4 separate regions of the Gossypium hirsutum genome follow, and all the other regions are linked to region 4. A link is a contact called in public Hi-C data. All regions are on one chromosome and are shown on one strand. The core of a region is the stretch at or near the end of the contact, and the rest is flanking DNA. Distances in the headings are between cores, read along the strand shown. Region 1 holds the start of LOC107893804 (E3 ubiquitin-protein ligase MIEL1). Region 2 holds the start of LOC107952233. Region 3 holds the start of LOC107952169 (LEC14B homolog). Region 4 has its middle 80 kb from the start of LOC121205338.

The links. Hi-C and Micro-C count contacts between places; a contact is called where the count stands out from the background.
Region 1: a Hi-C map of leaf shows a contact between it and region 4, with 3 times the contacts expected there. The contact joins the promoter of LOC107893804 here to the enhancer-like site in region 4. A contact is called at or near these places in 5 of 34 Hi-C or Micro-C datasets (callus and leaf).
Region 2: a Hi-C map of leaf shows a contact between it and region 4, with 2.6 times the contacts expected there. The contact joins the promoter of LOC107952233 here to the enhancer-like site in region 4. A contact is called at or near these places in 2 of 34 Hi-C or Micro-C datasets (both in leaf).
Region 3: a contact with region 4 is called in a Hi-C map of leaf, with 4 times the contacts expected there. The contact joins the promoter of LOC107952169 here to the enhancer-like site in region 4. A contact is called at or near these places in 2 of 34 Hi-C or Micro-C datasets (both in leaf).

The regions. Positions count from the first base shown.
Region 1 is chrA08:15,371,435-15,377,387 of Gossypium_hirsutum_v2.1, forward strand. It overlaps LOC107893804 (E3 ubiquitin-protein ligase MIEL1), which reads right to left and starts at 3,390. Exons shown (of 9, transcript XM_041074502.1): 1 at 3,069-3,390; 2 at 2,895-2,982; 3 at 2,288-2,331; 4 at 2,133-2,173; 5 at 1,203-1,285; 6 at 1,020-1,111; 7 at 517-555. The coding sequence starts at 3,130.
Region 2 is chrA08:14,066,934-14,072,900 of Gossypium_hirsutum_v2.1, forward strand. LOC107952233 reads right to left here and starts at 4,321. Exons shown (of 8, transcript XM_041075886.1): 1 at 4,064-4,321; 2 at 3,632-3,933; 3 at 1,381-3,458; 4 at 1,027-1,296; 5 at 840-920; 6 at 590-683; 7 at 434-500; 8 at 1-23. The coding sequence starts at 4,128. The coding sequence ends at 8. TRNAP-AGG (transfer RNA proline (anticodon AGG)) reads left to right here and starts at 4,384; the gene lies at 4,384-4,455. TRNAP-UGG (transfer RNA proline (anticodon UGG)) reads right to left here and starts at 4,613; the gene lies at 4,542-4,613.
Region 3 is chrA08:13,806,443-13,812,293 of Gossypium_hirsutum_v2.1, forward strand. LOC107952169 (LEC14B homolog) reads right to left here and starts at 1,787. Exons shown (of 11, transcript XM_016887468.2): 1 at 1,633-1,787; 2 at 841-948; 3 at 534-745; 4 at 306-425. The coding sequence starts at 871.
Region 4 is chrA08:14,596,158-14,602,365 of Gossypium_hirsutum_v2.1, forward strand. No RefSeq gene overlaps it. Among protein-coding and RNA genes, the nearest start is that of LOC121205338, 80 kb to the left of the region's middle. Within about 2 kb of position 4,549, at least 9 of the 9 cell types and tissues checked have an H3K27ac peak or open chromatin away from gene starts, as enhancers often do. A contact at or near this core is called in leaf, where this site is marked.

The sequences.
Region 1 (5,953 bases), core at 2,140-4,639, 770 kb after region 4:
ATGAAAACCACATTCAACAAAGTGTACAAATATAAAACTGAACATCATTTTGACTATGTTCAAGAACGGAAGTATGATGAAGAAGATATTATATCATATAGAGCAACAGTGGCTCAGTATTAGCCTGAAAGAAGCTAAATAGGAAGGAACAGCACTAGAAACCATAACATAAACTTGCCCGCTAAAGTAGACCCTTAAATTATTAGCTTTATGTTCATTTGGAAAGGGTAAAAATGAGTATGAAGAATATTTCCTAATCGGGTCGGCTGTTAACATCCATGAAAAAGAAAGACTGGCTGCTATTTGAAATAAGGAAGTGTTATATGACAACACATCTATGTCCCGACCAAACATTGGGAAACAGATGGATACCTTCTAGAGGCACGGAAATTATCTAACTAGACGTGATTTCTGAATGAGAGCAAAAACTTATAAAAGTTTGCATATATGCTGCAACAATTTTAATTGCATGTATGCTGCAGGCAAAGAAAAAGAGAAAGTTACATAATTTACTACCTCAAATTGATACTCCGCAGGCATTCTAGTAGCATCAATCTGTAAACAAAGAAAAAGATCACCAATTAATGACATACAAAAATTATCGAAACAGTAAAATAGTTGGTTAATCCTGAAAGTAGTACTTAACAACTTCTACAGCAAAATCTATTTAATATGTTCTTTAGAGAAAGATCAGACATCCTTGAAATAAAAAATTAGATCCATGGAAAGGGCATATAAAAATCCAACAAAAGAACCAATTATTAGTAACACACAATATGCTGAGGTCTAGTAGAAACTTAATGTGCAATAAGATGATCAAAAGAAGAAGGTTTATACATCCATATCCAGATCTTCCCAGAAGGCAGACATATCAAGTACTGCCTTGCAGCAGATGGGACATCTATACCAGTGAAATGGAGAAAAAAAATATATATATATATAGTTAATGTTTTAACCATTCTGAAAAAATAAAATAAAATTAAAATAGGTAAGCAATTAGCAAAGTAATTTGAATTTACTGATTTTGCTTAGCCATCTGAGAAAAGCATTCCATATGCATTGTATGTCCACATTTCATAATGCGTGTGCTTTTAACTGAGTCAAAAAGATACTGGACACAGGAAAAAAATGTCTTGGAAAAACATATTCTTATGAAATTTCAAGAAAAGTGAAGAAAATGGTCAAACTCTCAAAGCTCAAACCTCAAAACAGATGGGGCAATAAGACTTCATGGAATTCTCTACACAAAAGTGATTGTCACGCAGATCCACCATATAGCAAGAACCTGTGCCAATGATAACATCATAAAGGAAAAAGCAATACAGGAAAATGACCACAAGAAATTAAACAACTTTGAAGATACTGCTAATACTAAGAGTAATTAAACTGGAATCATAAAATTAATTTGAAGACTGCACAACTATATGCTTAGAGATACTCACCATAAACTTAAGAGAATTTAAAGTTTACAATAACAAGTACAGAGATAGGTTCCCTAATATGCCTTTTTCTTTAGCCTTTACATGAAACTCCAGCTTAAATCTACAACTAAGTGAATTTTAGGAGTCTGAAGTAAACTAGCTTGGGACACCATTAAATCATCAACTATCTAATGGAGTCATAAACTCATTGAAAGGACCCCAGATGTCTTAGAAGTCATCTCTTTGAGCCCTATGTTTAAAATGATAATGGACAAAATAGGGGACACTACGACTATAGAACTGCAACACACCTCAATAAACACCCTGGAACACGGCCATCTAAACAACAGATAAAGCCAATATACTTCGCTGCACTCCGCAAAATTACAACAGTAGGGAAACGAAGGATTTTAAGGGCTATCTATCATTACGATTTTGGCTATTTCCTTTGGCTTTCTTAGGTTAATCCTATTAAATAAATAAAAATTAGAGAAGAATCACATCTGGTTAATATGATCAAACCACCATGAATATCAATAACTTATAATTCAGCTATCCTTTTCATCTTTTTCCATTTCTTTTCAGCTTAAAGAGGAATAGCATATTGTGCCCCATAACAAGTATAACATGAAATTCCATACAATACTATAAAAGAAACCAACTCTAAAACTAAATCAATTAAGGAGCAAGAATGGTAATAAGACTGCCTACCACATTTCTCGCAGTGAAAGAACTTATCACGGCCACCAACCCTGTGTAAACCACAGATTAGACCAGACTAGAAGTTGACAAGATATAAGACAGAAACAAGTTACAATAACAAGAAGTAAAAAACTTAAGCAATCGGACACAACATGCTAACCAACCTACAAATTCCACGATCATTACAATGGAATTGTCCCTTTGTAATCTGCAACAGTCATAACATAAACTCAACATGATTCTTTAAGTGGAATAAAAGTAAACATAAACATGCAATCATCTTACATCATCATCATAGAATTTACAAATGTCGCAGAAATATTCTCCCATGTTTACCCCACAATGGGAACAGACTTGAGCAACCTGGACATTAGAATAATGGACTTTCAGAGTTGAGACACTTACAGTTACTACCACAGAATTAAATGCAACTTGACATACCTCCTGTTGGGTATTGCAAATTGAACAAATAACCTGACACATCATCAACTCCACTCCATTATAACAATTATATGTTAAGGTACAACATGAAAGGTGATTTTGTCAAATAAAAATACTTGCTTGACATCCTGCCTGACAAGGTCGTGATGATCTTTTGGGTTGCTAAGTGAGTTCTAAATTAAACAAAGAAATAAAAGAATTATTAAAAGAAAAAAAATTAAACAATCCAAAACAATAAGATTAATAAATTTATATAACCAAGGCAGGCAATTAAAAAACGTAAATGAACATGAAAAGGGAAAGGGAAACGAGAGAAGGGAGAGAAAGTACTGAGGTCTCGTTATGGCAATGACGGCAAGGGAAGGTCTTATTACAGCAAGGAGCAAGGATTTTACATCGTCTCTTGTAGTGATCGCATCTGAAAGAAAAAACAAATAAAAAAAAGCATTTAACAAATTGAAACCCAAAGGAAACAAAAAAGAATATAGAGCAAAGAGAAGATACCCATGGTCGAGTTTTCCGAAATCTTTGCTTCTCTGAGGCGAAATTACAGAGTCCCCTGCCATTGGTTAGAATAGGAACACGAAGAAAGAAAGAACAAAATAGAGACATTTGCTCTTCTTTTTTCTTTTTTTTTTCCCTTTCTGAAAATTAAGAACAACATAGAAAACATAAAATTTACTAAATTGGGCCTATTAGGCCTTCAAAGTCAATTATGTTTGCTCGGCCTTATTAGGCTTGTAAATCAAACTGGTGTTTTCTTTTTCCTTTTTTTGAATGCCAACGGAATTCACTTTTATCTTACGTTTGCAGGAAAGGATTTGTTTAGGTATCTTCTAGACGTTGCCGTAATAACTGCTAGCAGTAGATATTAGCCTCAGCCTGCGTCACTAAATGTTTTCTTATTTCACCCATTCCCCGTCGATTGTTGTTATCTTCTCACTCATTTTGACATTTATATATTTAATAAAGAGATGATATATAATTTGATATTTGAATTTGTCTATTTGTATTTAGTTAGTTTCTAAATTTTTTTGGATCTAGTTAGTCATTAAATTTGTATTCCGTCAACTAAGTTAATACATTTGCATTAATATTGTTAGTTTGTGCTAATGTGACTCTATTAACCAATCCGATGGTACCACATGACAACCTCTCATAACGCCACAAGGATGTAACAGCCCATTTTTAGTCAAATCAGAATAGTAGTTTCGGGACCACAAATCTGAAATCAAAATAATTATTTTATTATTATTTTAATGTTTACAAAATGATAGTATGATTGTGTGAAATTTTTGTTAAGAAATTTTATCATTTGAATGCTCAATTCGGTAAAAAGGACTAAATCGCTTAAAGTGCAAAAGTGATATTCTAATAGCTAAAGGTATTAATAGCTATAGAACCTTAAAGTAAGAGTCCTTAAGTGGTAATTAGACCATTTCAATTGTGAGTGGACAATTATGGGCATATATTAAGTGATTTTAATGTTTTTAAACAAGGTTAATATAGTAATTTGTAAATAACTTAAGTAAAATGATGGAAAACTTAATGTATCATCATCCTTTCTTCATTTCCACCAAAAATACAAAGAAAGAAGGAAGCCATGAAAGTTTTTTAGGGTTCGGTCACTTAGTAGCTTAATTGATAAGTGATTTTGACTCGATTTTTAATTATTTCTATGTTTTTGAGATCGTTGCAACTAGGTCTAGCTAGCTCAAGGACTATTTTACAAAACTGTTAAAGATTTAGGAAGTTTCCATTAATGAATAAGCATGTATTTTAATGATTGATGATAGATTATGAATGTTTGATGATAATTATACAAGTTTTGTTAAGTGATTTTTAGTGAAAATGCAAATTAGGGCTTAAAGTGTGAAATGTGGAAACTTTGTGGTTAAAATGTGAAATAAATGAATAATATGGGCTGATATATGTACTAGGAAAATTTGACTAGCATGGGTTGATATCAAGTTGCATTAATTTGTGTTCTTATGAAATAAGGACTAAATTGTAAAAGTTGTGAAATACTTGGGGCAAAAGTATAAAATGCTTTAATAAGTGCTTTTGGATTAAATTGAATAGAGTGATAATTAAATAATCTAAATTTGATTACATATAGATCAAGGAAAGCGAAATTTGGATCTAGACCGAGGGAAAAACAAAGTACTCGACTACTCAATCTATTTCATCGTTTTTGTAAACCGAGGTAAGTTTGTATGATTAATAAGCTTAATGTTATATGTGTTTATATGCTTAAATATTATAATTGTGATATTACAACATTGTGAAATCTATCGACAAAGCATTGACACTGTGAGAATCCCGGATTAACCTTGAGAATAGATAGGATACTAGGGACATGTCATTAAGGGTTATTGTGATTATGTGATCCGGGTGCTGGTCATGTACGTTCTACTGGTGGCTGAGTATACCGGCAAATGTTGCGATTACTTGACAGCTTGTGTGAGCAGCACCGTGTAACTATGTCTTGACCAACAGCTTGTGTGAGCAGGCTCGTTGATAGCTCGAGAGTGAGCAAATATGTAATATGAGATTGAGATAGTGTTGGCTATGTATGTGGCACTTTGGTGCGAGATTCCCTAGTATCCGATATTATTCCGAATGGTTCAACGGGAAAAGATGATGGTACGAGGATATAGGCAATGATACGGATCAGTTCAGGTACTCGTGATAAGTTTGGCAGTAAGTGATAATTGATAAGTTTATATGAAATGTAAGTGAAAGTTGATGAATTTATACTTAAACACAGAATTATGGCAATGTGCAAATCGTTGATTTGAATATAATACTTATGTTACTTATGTTCTTTAAATAGTGAATGAATAGGCATATTATACTTATTAATCATATGAGCTTACTAAGCTGTAAAGCTTACTCTATTTATTTTTCCGTGTTTTATAGTGATTTCAGAGCTAGCTCGGATTTGGGAATCATCGGAGACTTCATCACACTATCAACCTATCGTTTTGGTACTTTTGAATTTATATTTTTGGAATATATGGCATGTATAGGAACTTTGGTCATTTTGGTATATAAGTTGATGATGAATTTAGCCATTTGAATTGGCTTGTAAATGTTTATGTTTTGGTTGTGTATATATATGTGTGCATATGGCTTATGTTATGTGATTGAGGTTGGCTTTGTGATGCTTATTGATAGTAGGTATTGTGGTTGTCAAATGGTTGATATTGGAGAATATATATGCTTGTAAACTTAAGCATAATGATGCATGTTTGGAAATGTTTACTTAGTTGAATTGTATGTGTAAATTTGGCATAATATAATGGTCCATTTTGTAACTTGTGTATATTGCGGATAATAGAGTTGAGTTGGCATGAATTAAGCTTGATTTAGTTGGTTTAAATGGC
Region 2 (5,967 bases), core at 3,071-5,570, 530 kb before region 4:
TCCTCTCTCAGAAGAGTTGATGCCTGTAAGATGACAATGCGACATTAAAAGAACAAAACGAAACAGTACAAGTGCCCACTACGAGTATGGTTAGATTTTTCTAAGTTATATATATATATATATATTTGGAGGATCTTTGGATACTTCAAGAAGAATGAATAGTCTGAGCAACATAGATTGTGAAACTGATCCATAACGTGCCTTGTTTCTGGTTCAAAATTAGGTGCTCATATGACTAGCATGTGGGGAAATTTAGATGATCTTAAATGTGAGAATGAGCTCAAATACTATGCCAAGCAATTATCAGAATGATGGCCCTGATCAGTTTAGCTAAGTAAACCACAGTTTCAGATTATCTTAACAGGCCTGTACACACGGCCAAGATGGGCAGATTCGGGGATAATATTTATTATATAAATTCCAATACATTTACCTCTGATATTCCAATTTTTGGATGACAATCCCGTTTAACAGAAGCTCTGAACTATACACTGTTGCTCCTGCATTAAAGTAAACTTGTTCAATTACCACAAAGCTGAGTAATCATTTATTAGAAAGAAACGGGACATCATGATAATGGTGTAAAAACCTTTCTCAAGTAAAGGTTTACAGATTGCCAGATCTTGTTCACAGGAAAGAATCAAGAGATCATCTGGGATCTTTTGATCTTTTGCTTCAACTACCTGAGGAGAAATTCTCAGAAAGTCATTACTTTACCATATTGTCCTTAGATAGAGAAAACATAAAAGGAATATAGATAAAGTTATATCAACGATATTCGAACACCATTAGTGACTGATAGCTGCAGGCTACCTATTAAGGTAGATAGAGACACATACCTCACCTCCAACTGCTTTGGCCAAGCTGGCAATCATCTCTTTGTTAGGTTTAACAGTTTGGGTGATGCAGACTCTTCTGTCCTGTCAAGGGATATTAGATATCAGCATACAAGATATTCCAGTAATGTAAGAAGTGTCTGAGGAACTAATCTGGTTTCAAATAAATCAGATATCCACATACAACCACCTTTAGAAGTGGATACCGTCTTGCTCGAGCCAATGAAACAGCCATATTAAAACCAATTTCCTTTTCCCTTTTGGAGTCCCTCAGGATGTAATTTCTCTCATCTAGTAAGCAACTTGCCTGCCCACAGCTATCAAGCCATAGATGAGTCACCACTGATTTTCCAAGAGCAATGGCTTCCAACATGTTCCTCGTACGCACAAATTTGTCTGCTATGAAATGTGTGGCATCTAAAGAACATGATGTGATAGAAATACCCAGTCGTGCAGCAATCTGTTCAAAATAAAAGCAAATCAAAGAATTCTACGACTAGATTTATGAATTATCTCGTTGTTGAAAAAGAAACAAAGGCTACACCTTTTTCTGCTGCTTGACTACATCATCATCCAAATGCTGGCTAAACAGGACTCGAATATATGCCAGCTCTTTTCGTGCTCTGAAGCCTCTGTGGGTAGAATCAGACATTAACTTAGGAACACCTAACCCAATAAGCTCTTTCAAAAGTGATGGTTTTGGTAGGTTTTTGTTGCAAGGTTTCCTGTGATATACGTAGGGTCTGTTGTTGAGTGATGCCTCATTCACACTTTTTTTGCAACTAAGTGTAGTGATGCACTCCTTACCAGAGGGTTCAATAGTATTTCTCAGTGGTTCTCCAAAATTATGGTTCTTTAAACCATTGATGATTGATGTAGAATCCACATAATATGGCTTCCCAGTTTGGGCGGCATTGACTCTATCCAAGTCCCAAGCACTTTCTCTTATGTTGGGGACTGCTAGATCACTGTTTGTAGTAACGCCTGAAACTTGTTCTTTACAGTTCTGTCTTGATAAACTTTCATCAGAATTACTTTCTAAAGAAGGCCAAGAGAGGGAAGTACACATTCGTCCTTTCATGTTGAAGTTACTAGAATTGGTTTCATCATCTTCTGGCATTTTTTTATTTCTGACAGGATCCAGTTTGTGTTCTTCTGCACCAACACTAGTGAATGAAGCATGCATATTACTCTTTCCACTGGAATGGATCGGCACTTTCCGTTGTGTTCTTTTGCCTTTGGGACAGTTCCATGTATCTAATCTCAAATATCTGGCTATAGCAGCTTCTTGTGGACTACTTCGTTGTTCACTCAATTTGCCGTCAAGATTTTCAGCAGAAGCATATGAATGCAGCTTGGTGCATTTCTGCTTGCCACTCAATAACTTAGGTGGATCAGCAACCACGCTCTTCCTCTTTCTCTTATATGTTAGCATACTTCCCTCCTTAACATTATTGGTCATTACTCTTGGTTTATCCACTTGATCCTTAATCTTTTTTACATTAGCTCCTCCCTTGCAGTGCCTAGTTTGATGAACGATAGGTTCATCCTGTGACAATTGTTTCCTGCACAAGTTCTGCACATCAGGAATGAATGCAGTCGCATAAGTCTCACAGTTTTCTAGGTTGTTCTGGCTCACAGATTCATCCGACTTTGATTGCTTGCTCTTAGATGTTTCGGGTTTTAGTTTGTGACTCAACTCCTGATAGTTACAATTCCATGATGAACTAGAAATATTCTTGTTATATCTTCTAGCAGAACGCTTTCTTCGAATTGACTCTTTTCCAACTTCTCCTATCTTACAAGCAGCAACCTTTTGAAGGGAATGATGCACCAAATGGGTTCTACTCATTGCTTCACCTTCCAGAAGATCTGTGAGGGCACCCTCTACAGCTTCACATGTATCACAAGCTTTACAACTGGGAGGGAGGCCGTAACATAGAGCTTCCATCGCTTCTGCAGCTATTTGGGTGCTAAAGCCAACATCAAACATGTCTGGTATGTCTCTTGCAGTACCACTAGCTTCAAACTTTTCTGATGATGATTTTGTCTGCATGAGTTCGTCCACCTCCTTAAAAGATCCATTTACCATATTCCCTTCTGATTCTTTTTCTATCCCGATACTGGCTTTCAAACCCTGATCCTTGAACCCTGAAAGTGAATGACGGCGTGCATGCTCCTCTTCATGCTCATTGCTTAAATTTCTTTGCCCTTTATTGTGAAGATCTTGATGGCTTAAGTCTCCAAATTCAGAAGACCTTGTCATTCTCTTGCTAAAGGAATCAGTCTCTCCCTGATGACAACTCTCAAACCATTCAAAGGTTCCCACTTCTTTGACCGGAGATCCCCGATTGATTATCTTAGCCAAATGTCGAGTTCCCTTTGCACTGGAGACAAAAGGCGATTTAGTCCTCCTTCTCTCTTCAACTCCTTGACACAAATCCACACTATTAAAGCTCAAAAAGTTATCGACGAAGCAAAGTGCAATAGCTTGGGACGAATCTCCAGGTTCCTGAGAATCGACATATTCCAACCTTCTAATCTCATGATCACCTATAGACAATTGAGGCACATCCTTTGTCTCATCACTTCTATCATGATCCCTGGAAGATCTTTTCGTCCCTTCAATTCAAACCACAGAAAATGATTTACTAATAATTACTACGCACCATAAGATTCAACCAAAACATAAACACAAAGCAATCATATTGATCTCAATTTGCTAAGAGAAAAAAGGGGGTACAATGACATTGAATAAAAAATTTAAAACAAAATAAAACCAATGAAAGACTAACCTGCACTGAGTTGTTTGTCAATTGAATCAACATCTAAACAAGGGCTTTGCCCTTCCCTCTTCTTTGACACATTCTTTTCACTTCCACCAGTGATCTTTCTACAATTAAAGAGAGTTATAGTCTCGGTTCTACAACTTCCTTCATCTTCACTATCAAGCACAATTTCCATATCAAGCTCACACATTGCTTGTTCAGCTTTCACATCCTCCACATGACCCATCTCCTCATCACCATCATCATTATCCGTTACTTCAGTGCCAAAGCAAGCTTTCTCCAACTGGGTTTCATTTTCATTTACAGGACTATCAAGCACAACAATATTTATTTGGATCACACTTTGAGAATTTTCTTGATGATTAACGAGAATCCCCCAAAATCATGTAGAAAAAAAAAGGGGGCGATAATTGGAATATTGAAAGGAAAAAAGATTACCGGATGGATGGGGAGTGAGACTCAAAGAGTAGAGTGTGAGTGAGGTAACGTGTATCAGCAGCCATTCAATTTGTTAATGTAGGATTTTTCTCAGTGATCAACGATGATTTGGTGGGAAACCTCAAATTCTTAAATGATGGATGGGAAAGCTAACATGGTGGCATAATAAAACCCCATTTTTATGCATCAGAAGCATTTTGGGATTTTTTGAGTTTTGATTTTTGGAGGGGAAATAATAACAAAAAAATGTACCTGAAGGCGGGAAACTATTCAATTAAACTTAACTATAAATAATTTTGTTTGAGACAAACAAACAAAGTGGGCATTTGGTCTAGTGGTATGATTCTCGCTTAGGGTGCGAGAGGTCCCGAGTTCAATTCTCGGAATGCCCCTCGTTTTTTTTCTGTGTCTCTGACCAATATGCCACGTGTCAGCGCCTCTGAGCCAAAAAAATTTAAAAAAAAGGTAAAATAAGAAAGGGGCGTTCCGAGAATCGAACTCGGGACCTCTCGCACCCAAAGCGAGAATCATACCACTAGACCAAACGCCCGGACGGTTGTGCTTCCCTGCAGAACAGTGTAATTCATTTATTCATTTAGCTAGAGATATGCATTCATAATTAATATATTTAAAATCAAAATATAGCCTGGGTTTTTTACATGTATGCAGTCTAAAATAATGTCAAATATCATGTATTTAAATACCTTGATTATATTTAAAATTTAAAGTATTTCATACAATAAATACAATATATTCTATTTATTCTTTTATATTTTTAAATGATTTAAGTAAGTTAAACTGTTTTTAGACCTAAGTATAATTTTTTTAATATTATTTATTTAAATATTTGTCTTCAAATTTTAATTTTTAAAATACATTTTTAAAGATATCTCAATACACATGGATGTTGAATTTAAGGAATCCGTGCTAGCATGTCAAGGGAAAAGTACTACAAAATATAGTTAACTGTGTTCAGCCCTTATGGATATTGAGCTCAAGGTTGTGAAGTTTCCCAACCAAGCTATTTAATGAGTTGATTTGTGAACAATAAATACCCCACCCATTTCTCTTTTTCTCTCACCTAAAATATTTTCAAACTTAAAAGTAAATTGTGTTTATATTTATTTTTCGAGATAAAAATAGTTGCATTAATATTATAGAAAGAAGACATAGCAAACCATCCGGGATAAAAAAAAAAGAGTTATTGTGAATAAAGTGTCTTGTGTATTTTATGTTTCAGAGATAAATACATTTTTGTTGATTGTAATTTCGCAAGAGTAGTCTAGTTTGGTTACTCTGTATGCAAAGTTTTAACCTTACCTCAATTTTAAATAGCAGATTGGATCATATAGTGGCGACAAAGACAGAGATGAGAGAAAGCCAAGGAGTTGTACACTTTGTTCACACGAGGAGTAGGAATAACAAGGAATGGAGTTATTTTTGAGAAAGAAACCCCCTACATTTCAAACTTTGGATATTAGCTCGTAATTTAGACTCCAAATAAAGGCATTTACAGTTACAATAATGATTCATAAATCATGGAGATATGAATTTAAATCGAAAAGTAATGAGAATATTTTTAAGAGAGAAATTATGATAAAAGAATAAGGGAAACTCGATAATAATTTACAAAAAGATTTATTCACACACAAAAAAATTCCAAGCTGCCACTATTCTTACATGCACACCCTTTCTTCCTTCCAAAGGAAAAGGAATGAGTTAATATTATATGACTAGGTTGAATTGGATGTCAGTAATATTCTTTGTCAAGGCAACAACATTACAAGAAGAGAAGTAACGAGAACAACATCTCATTCTCCTTGCTCTATCCCTTAATCTCATTTTGCTATTCTATCAAAATACATATATACATCAAATCTAATCATAACAACAAAATTATATAT
Region 3 (5,851 bases), core at 537-3,036, 790 kb before region 4:
CATGTCAAATATAGTTGCTATAAAAAAAAATTCACGTTGACATGAAGGAAAACACTGAGCACATGTTAAAACTAGACCCAGGGGGAGGGGGTTCATTCCAGTAGTAAATTCCATTCACATCACAAAGTTTGTTTAAATTAAAAACATGATTGGATATCACTGAATCATCTCAGGGGGAGGGGATTCATTCCAGCAGTAAATTCCATTCACATCACAAAGTTTGTTTAAATTAAAAACATGATTGGATATCACTGAATCATCTCATATATGCAAATATTAATTAACCATATCCAGTAAGAACTCACAAGATGGCGCTGATCAGGGGAAAGGGATGTGTCAGTAACAGTCCAACGCAAACTTTTGGCAAGAATGTTCTTCTGAACTTTCCAGCCTCTATCCACATTGTATATTCTAATATCGCTTCCCTGAAACCAAAATTCACAATCAAATCAAATCAAGCCAATTACTAGCTACAGTCCAATGAATTCAATGTCAATCCGATCAATGATCAGATATAAGACAAGCAACACTACCTGAAACCCAGCAACGAATAGAGAACCATCAGCTGAAAATTGAGAAACATAGGCTCGGCTGGTCATCTGGTCCGCAAGCCAAGGACCATTTACCGGCAAATATCGGCTAATCATGTGACAACGATCTGCTGATGAGAATCCTCCTCTTCTTGAATAATTACCTTCTCGACCTGCCAACATTTTCACTGGGGAAACAGGTAATTTTTTCTTTCCTGGCATGAGTTGATGCAATCGTTCATTAGGCACTGATTTAAGGTTTGTAAGCTGGGCAATCTCGTGGTCTACTTTACAGAATGGTTTGTCGGACCTGTTACTGCAACCAGCTTCACTGGTGACATTACCGCCTTCAAACAACTCAGATTCTATCTCCAGCCTACTCATGGCATACCCCATTTCAACAATGGCAACCCACAGGCTGTAACAAACATTTTCAATATAAAAGCACTACAGAAACTTTTACATGTGCATAAACACTCCTACATATATGTACATATCTAGTAAACCTTCATATCAAAGGATATTTTGTTCAGTTCTTAATATTTCAAACCTGAAAAGAAAAAGAAAAAACATATAGAAAAACAAAAAGAGATTTGTAATTGACAAATCATGTTAACTGACCCGGTTGAAATCACATGCATACCAATAAAAAGAGTAGAAAAAGCCCAAAATTAAGACAAGTGTTAATTGACTCTGGTTAGGATCATAACTAAATATAACATCTTTGTGTCCTCTATCACGTTGAATTGAGTGATAAGCATAAGCTAGGAATTAAACCAAACCCAATTCGTTTATTAATAAAAAAAAAACCAATTCTAAATACAAAACAAAAGGCAAACTTTCATCTATACTGACTTAGAATTTGTCACAATTACGAGCACCAATTCAAATTGTCAGGAAAGAACAGAATACATGCAAAACAAAAAGAGCATCCAATGATTCGACCGTCAAACAAAGGAAAACCCAAAATTTCTTGAACATACAAGTAACAACTAAGAAGGCAGCTGCATGGTAAAAGGAATGATTATAAAAAAATAAATAAAAATTAAAAGAAAACTTAAGACAAAGTGGATAAGAGTGAAGTGTGAAGGCTTAGCTTTACCTAATAATTGTGTTACGGAGTGTTGAAGCCTTGGATTTTGCTGAGATTCAGTCAGACTGAGATTAACAGTTAGCCCGTAATGTTTATATTTTATTTGTTTTCTTATTGGGGGAAAATTACATATATTCTGAGTCACGAGTTAGGGTGGTTGATGATTTGAGCGGCCGCAATGTGCACACCTAATCCCTTTACATCTTCACACGTGTTCATTTGTAATGGCCTTTTGTATTGTATTTATTTCTCTTAAAAGTTAAATCTGCATCTCGTATGTGGCTAAACAAGGCCTATACGCCAATTTTATTTTTTAATCGCGGATTTTAACTTTAATTAGAGAAATATGTTGTTTCTAAGAAAGAGTTTAAAAGCGTGTTTAGTTTAGCGTATTTTTACATAATTTATAAGAATGTACGTTTAGCTGAACGCGCTTTTCTTTAAAGGGTATATTCTTCATTACTTTTGGGATGAATTTTTTTAAAAAAAATACTTTTCTCTTAAAAACAATGAAGAACACATATTATTGGGGCAACTTTTTTAACTTTTGGGATGAGCTTTTTTAGAGATGAAAAAGCAGTAAATTTTAACTTTTTCAGCCAAAAAGTACTTTTGGCTGTTATTTTACCTTTTTAACTTTACTTTTTGACTTAAAATGTGTTTGATGTTATTATTTTGTGTTTTCTTTCTTGGTTATTTAATATGATTTTTACAAATGTGTTAAAAGCATTAATTAAAAATAAAAAATATTTTTTAAAATAATATAATTGTGTTAATATCTAATTACAAATATTTAATTATTATATTTAAATATAGTTTATATATTCTAATTAAATTTAATAAATAATTAATATTAATTACTTAGAAATATTTAAAATTAATATTATATATTAAAATATTAACAATAAGTTATAATAAATTATTTTTTTATATTTTTACTAAAATATCATAATATTAACTAATTTGAACATTATTTAAATACATATTTGTTACTTTATAATATCATGTCTAAAATGGACATTTTACTTTTCAAAAGCACTTTTTGACAGCAATATCAAACACTTAAATTTTTCTAAAACACTTCTCAAAAGTACTTCTCAAAAGCACTTTTCCACAGCACTTTTCAAAAGTACTTTTCAAAAGCAATGAAGAACTGGCCCTAAGTAGCAATTTTTAACTTTTTTATTATTAGTATCTTTGATTAGATGTTTAAATGTTAGATGGTTTTGTTCTTAGGTCTCAAGTTCTATTCCTCTCCCATTTATATTTATATTTTTTATTTCATGTTAGCTTCTTCGGTTGAATGGTTAAATAATAATGCTTTCATCATTGAGACTCAAGTTCAATTCTCATTTTCTAAACACATTTTTAATTTTTATTTCATATCGTTTCAAGTTTTTTATTTTATTTTAATTTATCTTTTTAATTAATAACTCTTTTATTCATAAAATCAAATAATTATTACAAATATAATTATTTTTAGTAAATATTGTTAGATTTGTAAAATAAATCTAAAATAAAACTGAATAAACTAGGATTTATCATGTCAAATCATCAAGAATAAATCAAGAATAAAACTATATGCGAAAACATATTTGAATCCATGAATTCCTTAAAGTTTTACTGGATCTTGAGGATTTGATCTTTCAAATTAGCACACAAGAAATTTAGAGAATATCTGCTCTATCTTTCTTAATAATGAGATATTAGAAAAGATATCTTATTGTGTAATTTGGAGACCATAACCCTAATATTTATAACCTTGGCATATTAGTTCTAGTTCCTAATTAGCCCATCATTAATTAAAATTTGATTAGAATTCAATTATTAGAGTATCTACACATATTTAACACATACTTTATTTAATAATTAAAGCCCAATAAAATTCTAACCAAATTAGATCACTTTTAATTTGAGCTAACTTATCATGATAGTAAATAATAACATGTAATTACCTTTATTATATATGTGATGCCCATATTTTCCAACGATCTCCCACTTGGACCACATATATATACTAATTACACTATAATTACATGTCATTATACAACCTTATGAGTTCAAAATTTTACTATCATATCCAAAAGGCATTCCGAACAATCTTGTCCATTAATTATGTTAACATAGAACCAATGCGACTTTCGTTACATATATCGTAACTAAATCCATCTATGATCACGTATATTAACACAATCAAATGACATAGATCAAGTATGGATGTGTAGCATGGAAATTACATGCAATATGATTTAAACATGTCTATTTCTAACTGGTCCTCTTGTAACACCCCACACCCGTACCTTACGTCGGGACGGAATACGAGGCGTTACTTAAACTTGAACACATACATTCTCACGTTTCCGAGTCACCAAGAAATGGTCAAATTTAAAACTTTTCCAAACTTTACCAAAAACTCCTTAATGTGGGTTTACGAGGCCCAAATAATTCATTTAAAACCATTCGGGACCAATTCGGGTCATTTAAAGAACTCTAAAAAATAACACATGACATAGGGGCACACGCTCGTGTGAGAAAGGCAACACGCCCGTATGACCTTTTCAACATGGTCGTGTTGATGGCCCGTATGGTTCATACGGCCAAAGCACTTAGGGACACGCCCGTGTCCTTCACCCGTGTGGAATTAATTTCCACTTCGAACCTATAGGGGTTTTCACACGGTCTGATACACGCCCGTGCCCGGGCCCGTGTCCCTCACACGGCCATGACACGCCCGTGTCCTAGCCCGTGTGCAAAAACCTAGACATTCTATTTCTGACGTCAGTAACTCTTAAGGGCCACACGGCCAAAGCACACGCCCGTGTGTTAAGCCGTGCGCTTCACACGGCTGAGACACATTGCCGTGTCTTCGTTCACGTGTTTACTACCATGTATACTGACTTGCGAATTTTACGTGCAGGGGACACATGGCTGGACAACACGCCCATGGGGCTGGCCGTGTGTCACATACGGCCTAGACACACGCCCGTGTATCTACCTATGTGGACAATATAGTTATGATAATATCCATTCAAAAATACAAGGTAGAAATCAGCCACACAAGGCAATATCTCATTCATGAAAATATCATCATTTGCATACATCAATCATGAACCCTAGCCATCATTCCAAGGCTTAATACATGAAGGGATTCATCCCAAGCCAACACATTTGGCCCATATAACAAGACACAAACATCAAAGTCTAAGTCCTATACATGCCATACTTCAAATAATAAAACCAACTATACCAAGTGCTTCGGTTGATAGTGTGATCAATGCCTCCAATGTCCGATGATCCTCGAGCTAATTAGTCGGAACTATAAGAAAATGGGAAGGAGAAGGAGTAAGCATTAAGCTTAGTAAGTTGCATGCAATTAAATATAACAACAACTCTACCATTCATCAACATGTTCATAATACAAAAGAAGGCACAAACACAACTTACTCATCACTATCCAATACAATTCACATAGTATACATTGAGCTCATATCTCAACATTTCAAATATGCACCTGTACCACTCACAACATGGTTATACTTTTCTCATTTAACTTAAACTATAACTCTCACTGTTGAACCATTTGGAATACTATCGGATATTCTCTAAGCCTCAAACATAGGGTATAATGCCGATGCCATGTCCCAGACATGGTCTTACACTGACTCATGTCTCAAGTCGATGCCATGTCCTAGATATGGTCTTACACTGACTATCGTCATTGAGGCTGACGCCATGTCCCAGACATGGTCTTACACTAGTTCTCGTATAGTCGTGTCGATGCCATGTCCCAGACATGGTCTTACACTGACACATCTCATAGCCGATGCATGTCCCAGACATGCCTTACACTGGCTTACCTTACGAGACCGATGCATGTCCCAGACATGTCTTACACTAGCTCTCGTCTCAATGCCGATGTCATGTCTCAGACATGGTCTTACACTGGCTTTCATAATGTGGCCGATGCATGTCCTAGACATGTCTTACACTAGCTCGCGATAACCCATACGTCATGGCATGAATATTCGATTTATTTCTTATGGTTTAAACGGGAATTCTACTATCTCAATTATCAGCATGCATTCTCATTTCCACCATCAAGCATTTCATGCTGTATCAATTCAGCACATATAATAATAGCATAGTTGTATTATTTACATACAACTTACCTCAGATTATAAAATGTAGTCGACTAGCTCGACTTAATCCACTTGCTTCGTTTTTCCCC
Region 4 (6,208 bases), core at 3,299-5,798:
ATTCAATTTAAAGACATTTATTTGCATATGAACTTACCTTGTATTCGGGATAAACGGACTGGATCAACTATTCGATAACCTTTGTTTTCCCTCGATCTAAATTTGATTTCCTTCGTTCTTGATCTATTTACATTCAAAATTAATTCATTTATTCATAAAATCATTCAATTCAGTCCAAAAACACATATTTGGGTATTTTTACACTTTAGCCCCTAAAGTTCCACATTTTTATAATTTAGTCCCTATTTCACAAATACTCAAAATTCATGAAATTTCATTAAACCCAAGCCTAGCCGAATTTCATATAGGTCCCTAACAGCCCAACACTTTCATTTATTTCACATTTCAACCCCTCAATTTACACTTTTCACGATTAAATCCCTAACATGCATTTTTAGCTAAAATCACTTAACAAAACTTGTGTAACTATCAACAAATATTCATTTTTCACCATCAAACATTCAAAAACTCAAGTATTCATCAATGGCACTTCACAAAATCATTAAAAACTTCAAAAATTAAGGCATGGGCTAGCTAGAATACAAAGCAACGATCTCAAAAACGTAAAATTTATCAAAAATCGAGCTAAAATCATGTACCAATTGATCCCTCAAAGTGCCAAACCCTAATGGCTTCCAATGGCTTCTTCAATTTGTAATTTTGATGGTGGAAGATGATTATGAAACATATTTTCTTTTGTTTTTAATTAATATTAACTTAATAACCTAATTACCATTTTAACCTTTATAATAAACATATAAAATCACTTAATATAAGGTCATCTATGTCAAATTCCACTATCAATGGTTTAATAACATCATAAGGACCTTTCATTGAATAAACCATAGCAATTAAGCACTTTAAACAAATAGAATGCAACTTTGCATTTTACACGATTTAGTTCTTTTATCAAATTAAGCATTCAAACACTAAAATTATTTCACGAAACTTTCACACATATATATTCACATTCTATAAACACCAAAAATAATATTAAAATAATTTTTTGAACTCGGGTTTGTGGTTCTGTAACCACTATTCTGATTTAGCTAAAATCGAGCTGTTACAAATGGCATGTATAGGACAATTTGGCTAAAAGTGGCTTGAAATGTTATTTTGTAACCTAACCATTGGAATGGCTAGTAATGGTTCATTTTGGTATGACTAAGTAGATTTCTATGATATATATATATATATACACATGTGTTATGTTAAGAATATGTGATCAATGTTGTAAATGCCTAAGTTGAACTAAGGTAAGGTTGTGATCATGTATGCTTGTAGTCATATGGCTTGTGAATAATGAAATTTGCTTGAGTTGAATGCTTGGATTGGTTGGTACTGAATGTGTTTTTCAAGTGCAGGTCTTGGGTGAAATTTTAGGTGAGAAATGATGCTAGAAATGGCTTCATTTTGTCCACACGGGCGTGTGTCTAAACCGTGTGTGACATACAACCTAGTAACATGGGCATGTGGTTAGGCCATGTGTCCCCTGTACCTTAATATTGAGAAACGGAATGCTCAAAATTGAGCACACGGGCAGAGACACGGGCGTGTGTCTCAGCCGTATGTGCCACACGACCTAGAACATGGGCGTGTGTCTTGACTGTGTGAAACCTGCACCTATTTTCGAATTGAATTAATTAACCAATGGCCTCCAACATAGGCGTGTCCCAGGGTCACACGGGCATGTCCCTTGGACCACACAGACGTGTGAGCCCTACACCTTAGAAAAATTTTGAAAAGTCGTGAAAAATTCTTAAAGGTCTCGATTAAGTCCCAACTCGATTCTAATGCTCATATTAGGCCTCGAGGGCTCGATCAAGGGACGTTATGAATGATCTTGGTAAAAATGTTTTGAATGTTTCGGTAACCTCAAAACCTTGATCCGGCGATGAACACGGGTTAGGGGTGTTACAGATACAATAACCTTTAGATATATTATTAAACTGACAATTCATAAAAGATTTAACTTTTGTCTAATAGTTGTTGTTACAACCTTTTATGAATTACTGTATAGTAAAGTTTATATTAAAATTCTTGAACGATTTAAATTGTTAGAAACATATTAAAATTCTCAGGAAATTGTTCATTTATATAATGTGTCTATATTTATAATATTGAAGCATATTGAAATCTTAAAATCTAAACATTTTCATCTATATAATGTTGAAGTATATTGAAACATAGCATATTTCCCGAGTATTCCTTATGTCTCAATTTTGTTATTTTAATCAAATCTTAAATTATTTTCTACATTTTTTATATATTTTAAAATAAATTATCTATATCGTAATATAAAATTTTTAAAAAGATAAATAATTAATTTTAACTATGTTTTCAAACAAAACTCACTGAAAAAGTAGTAATATCCCAAATAAAATATCTACTTTTCACATGCACATATGTACACTCTTTTCTTCTTTCTTTTTAATGATATGTACGCTCTTTTCTTTTCTCACTAAATTTAAACTGTTTGTATCTTTCATAGCGACGCAGTATATATATACATCCATAACTATATCTTTTTTTTGTCTATATGTATACTATTAATTAAATATATTCAGAAAAACATAAATAAATTAGTAAAAATAATATATAAATATGGGTATTTTCCAAAAGAAAAGCTTGTCCTGGCATATAGTTTTTTTTTAATATAAATATGGGTATATTAATTTGATTTTCACTTTTTCACAGATGGGCATAAAACTACATGGGAGACATTAAAATTGTTGGTACCAAAATTGGGAAAGTTGGTGAAAGGCATTGGATTTGAAGAAATAAAGGAGCTAGATTTGGGTGATAAATGCTCATAAATCAAGGACCAACTAACGTGGGGTGCAAAATATTGTTAAAGCGTAGCATCATTTCATTTGCTACAATGGTAAAGTGTGCAAACATCAGACATCAGTCTCGTGGATCCGTTTATACCAAATGTTAGCTTTGGAATTGAGTTATCAACTTCAACTGTAGGATAGGAGCAGTTTTTATCAACTTTTTTAATACGAAAGTTGAATAAATGGATAAATATTTGTGGGTGGTCCTCCTTCTCTCCTCCCCACCCCAATGGTTGGCCATAAATGGGTTTGTTAAAGCAGGACCACACTCTTCTCCAAGGATTGAGCCCATCAGCGAGGCCGCACTGTTGCACTCTTCTCCAAGGATTTATAAAATACTACATAATCTAATCTCTAGCAATATTATAAATTAGAATTTAGTTATTAAATTAAAAAATAGATGAACTAAATTTTTGGATTACACCAGCAAGTGTTGGATGTAGTTGTAAATAACATTGCACTCTAGGGAGAAAATTCAAAGTTAGAATATTAAAGACAATGTTGTTGGGAGGGTTATTTCTTTCATCACCCCCAAACAAGTCAATATTAGCGCTATGGTGCATAAATGTAATTCACTATTTAAAGAATTATTCAAAGTTCCTAGAGCTCCTTGTAAAGTTTGTTGGAAAATTCATTATTGAACTTGATTAATCGCTTTTTGTTGTTCAAATAAATAGTTTCATTTTTTTAATTTTTTAATTGTCCTAAAATCTTATAAGTTGAATCAATCAAATTTAATTTTTCCCGTTCTATCTCAGAGTATCTATTCACTCAAATTGATCCACCTCCATTTCTACTTTCTGTAAGCAAACCCAAGCCTTTTCCAGCCGTTCAATAGCCAACCACGACATAGTTCTTATGAATTTTAAATAGTATTCAAGATCCTCTCTTTTCGATTATCTAATAAATCACTTAATTAAAGTAGATTATATTTTCATTCTTTTTTTTATTTCAAAAAATTCATGATTCCTTCCAAACCAAACATGAACCTTTCGAATCATTTGACTCTCACACTCATTTATTTTTTATTTGTTGGGAATTAATTTCCATATCTTTTTTTTCCCTAATAACCAATCTATGGGGTGATTGGAGTATTATATGAGGGACTATAACAAATATGGGTATTTGGAATTACGAAGGTGTGGCCAAAGTACATATTGTGTTTTCTAGCTTATGCTTCTTAGTAGCTATCTGGCATTGGGTATATTAGTATCTAAAAAATTTTGTGATGAGGGCATAGGAAAACCTTCTTTGGATTTGCCTAAGATTTTTAGAATTCATTTTTCTCTCTCAAAAGTGGCTTGCTTTGGATTTGGTGCATTTTATGTAACATGATTGTATGGTCTTGAAATATGGGTGTTCGACCCATATGGGCTAATTGGAAAGGTACAATCTATAAATCCAACAAGAGACGTGGAAGATTTTAGTCTTTTTATTCTGGGAGGAATAATCTATCATCATATTGTAGTAGAGACATTGGGCATATTAATGGGCTTATTCTATCTTAGTGTCTGCTCCCCAATATTTATGCAAATATTGGGATTAAATTCTAACTGTGAAAAGAGTATATGATTCAATCAACTACAAAGCAAAGAGCTTCTTTCTTCAATCATAGATATATATAAGAAAACGTGAGATTGGATCTATCAATTTAGTATTTGTGGGAGAGAGACCTAACCATAAAATCATAGAGAAGGACCCATTTGAAGCAATGAGGAGTCCCTTGGGCATGAAGAGCCCACCCAATTCCTTTGTTTATAGCAGTGGTAGCAGTATATAGGCCTGAAAAATACATTCCTAATAAAACATGAAAAGGCCCAAAGATAATTAAACAAAATTTTTAAGCGCTAACCGAAAGGCCGGCAAAGTTTCGAACTGATAAAATCAAAAAGCCCTACGCCCCTAAACCTAATCCCCTCATAGCTTCTATATAATCTTCCCTTTTGATTTCATCTTCTCCAGTCGCTGATGGCAACCGATCTTCATTTTTCTAGCGACCATCTTGCTTTTAAGTGAGTTTTGAAAATATTACCTGACTTTATTATTAATGTTTTTTCTTCAAATTTATGAAAATATTTTGGAAATTATCAGTGGATTTGTTTTTGTTTAATTTATTTATTACGATTTGGGAAAAAAAAAGGCTGATGAGGAGAAGAAATGGGCAAGAGCTGCAACAACAAATAAAGCGCACCGTGTAGATCCATCTACATGGGTTGTTGTTTGCTTTGATGAATGTGCCAATATGCTAATCTGAGGCTTTTCCTTATTTATTTTCAACTATTATTCTCCTTCGAAGTTGTTCTTCCCCAAAATTTATCAATTTCTTTTAAAATACTCTGATTTACATTTTTTTTTGGGTCGACTTGCTATTATTTTATGTTATTTTTCCACATTTTGTCAACTTGGAAATGATTTTATTACAACTTTTTTAAAAACTTCAAATTTCAAATCACATTAAAATTCAAATGATTCGTGTTATTTGTGATTTTTTGTGTACCGTCGTTAGTCACTTCAAAAAGAAATTAATCAAATTTAACCTAAAGGTGCGTTTTCATATACGGAATTAATGGATAATTTATACTAAATTTAGAGCGGAACAAAAACTTTTAGTGATTAAAATAATAAATCTATTCAAAGTGAGTATCTATTTTTTTTAATTTGATTTTAGGATACATCTTAAATTCTAAATCTGAGATATTACACGCGTTCAAATAAATGCCTTTCAAATTGTTACAGATGCAATTTTTTTTTAAATGCAATTTTTTTATTAAATTTGTATCTTTGTAATATTTATCTTTATAATTGGAATTAGACTGTAAATGTAAGGATTGTTGTTTATAAAATAAATAAATTTGAATAAAATCCTTTGAAATGTTTGATCTGTACTTTTTCACTTTTTTAAACTGAGGATGTTTACGAGCAGAGATTTCATTTCACCAAAAAAAAAAAAACTCCCCATTAACCCTTCTATGTTGGCAGAATGGTGAGGGATGATGATCATGTAAGGAGATTTTATCCTTTTACAAGGGGTTTACCATTTCAGCAGATTAATAAAAATTTGAAAGAAAAATTAGGAAATAAGTAACTTAAAACACAAACAAAAACAAACATACATACCAGGTCAAAACCCCCCATAACATACGAAGACCTGAGAAAATTGGAAGCCAGTTACAATGGGAGGAGCTTAAACATAAATTATTTGTCAATCAACTATATTCAAATAGATTCAATAGATCGTAGTACAGTTATCATACACATATCAAGACATTATCAATTACGTACTAAATGTGACTATTCAAAACTTACCTCGGATATACTTGAACGGTTGCGGAAAGGCTACTCAATTACTTTCTCTTTTCCCCTATCCAACT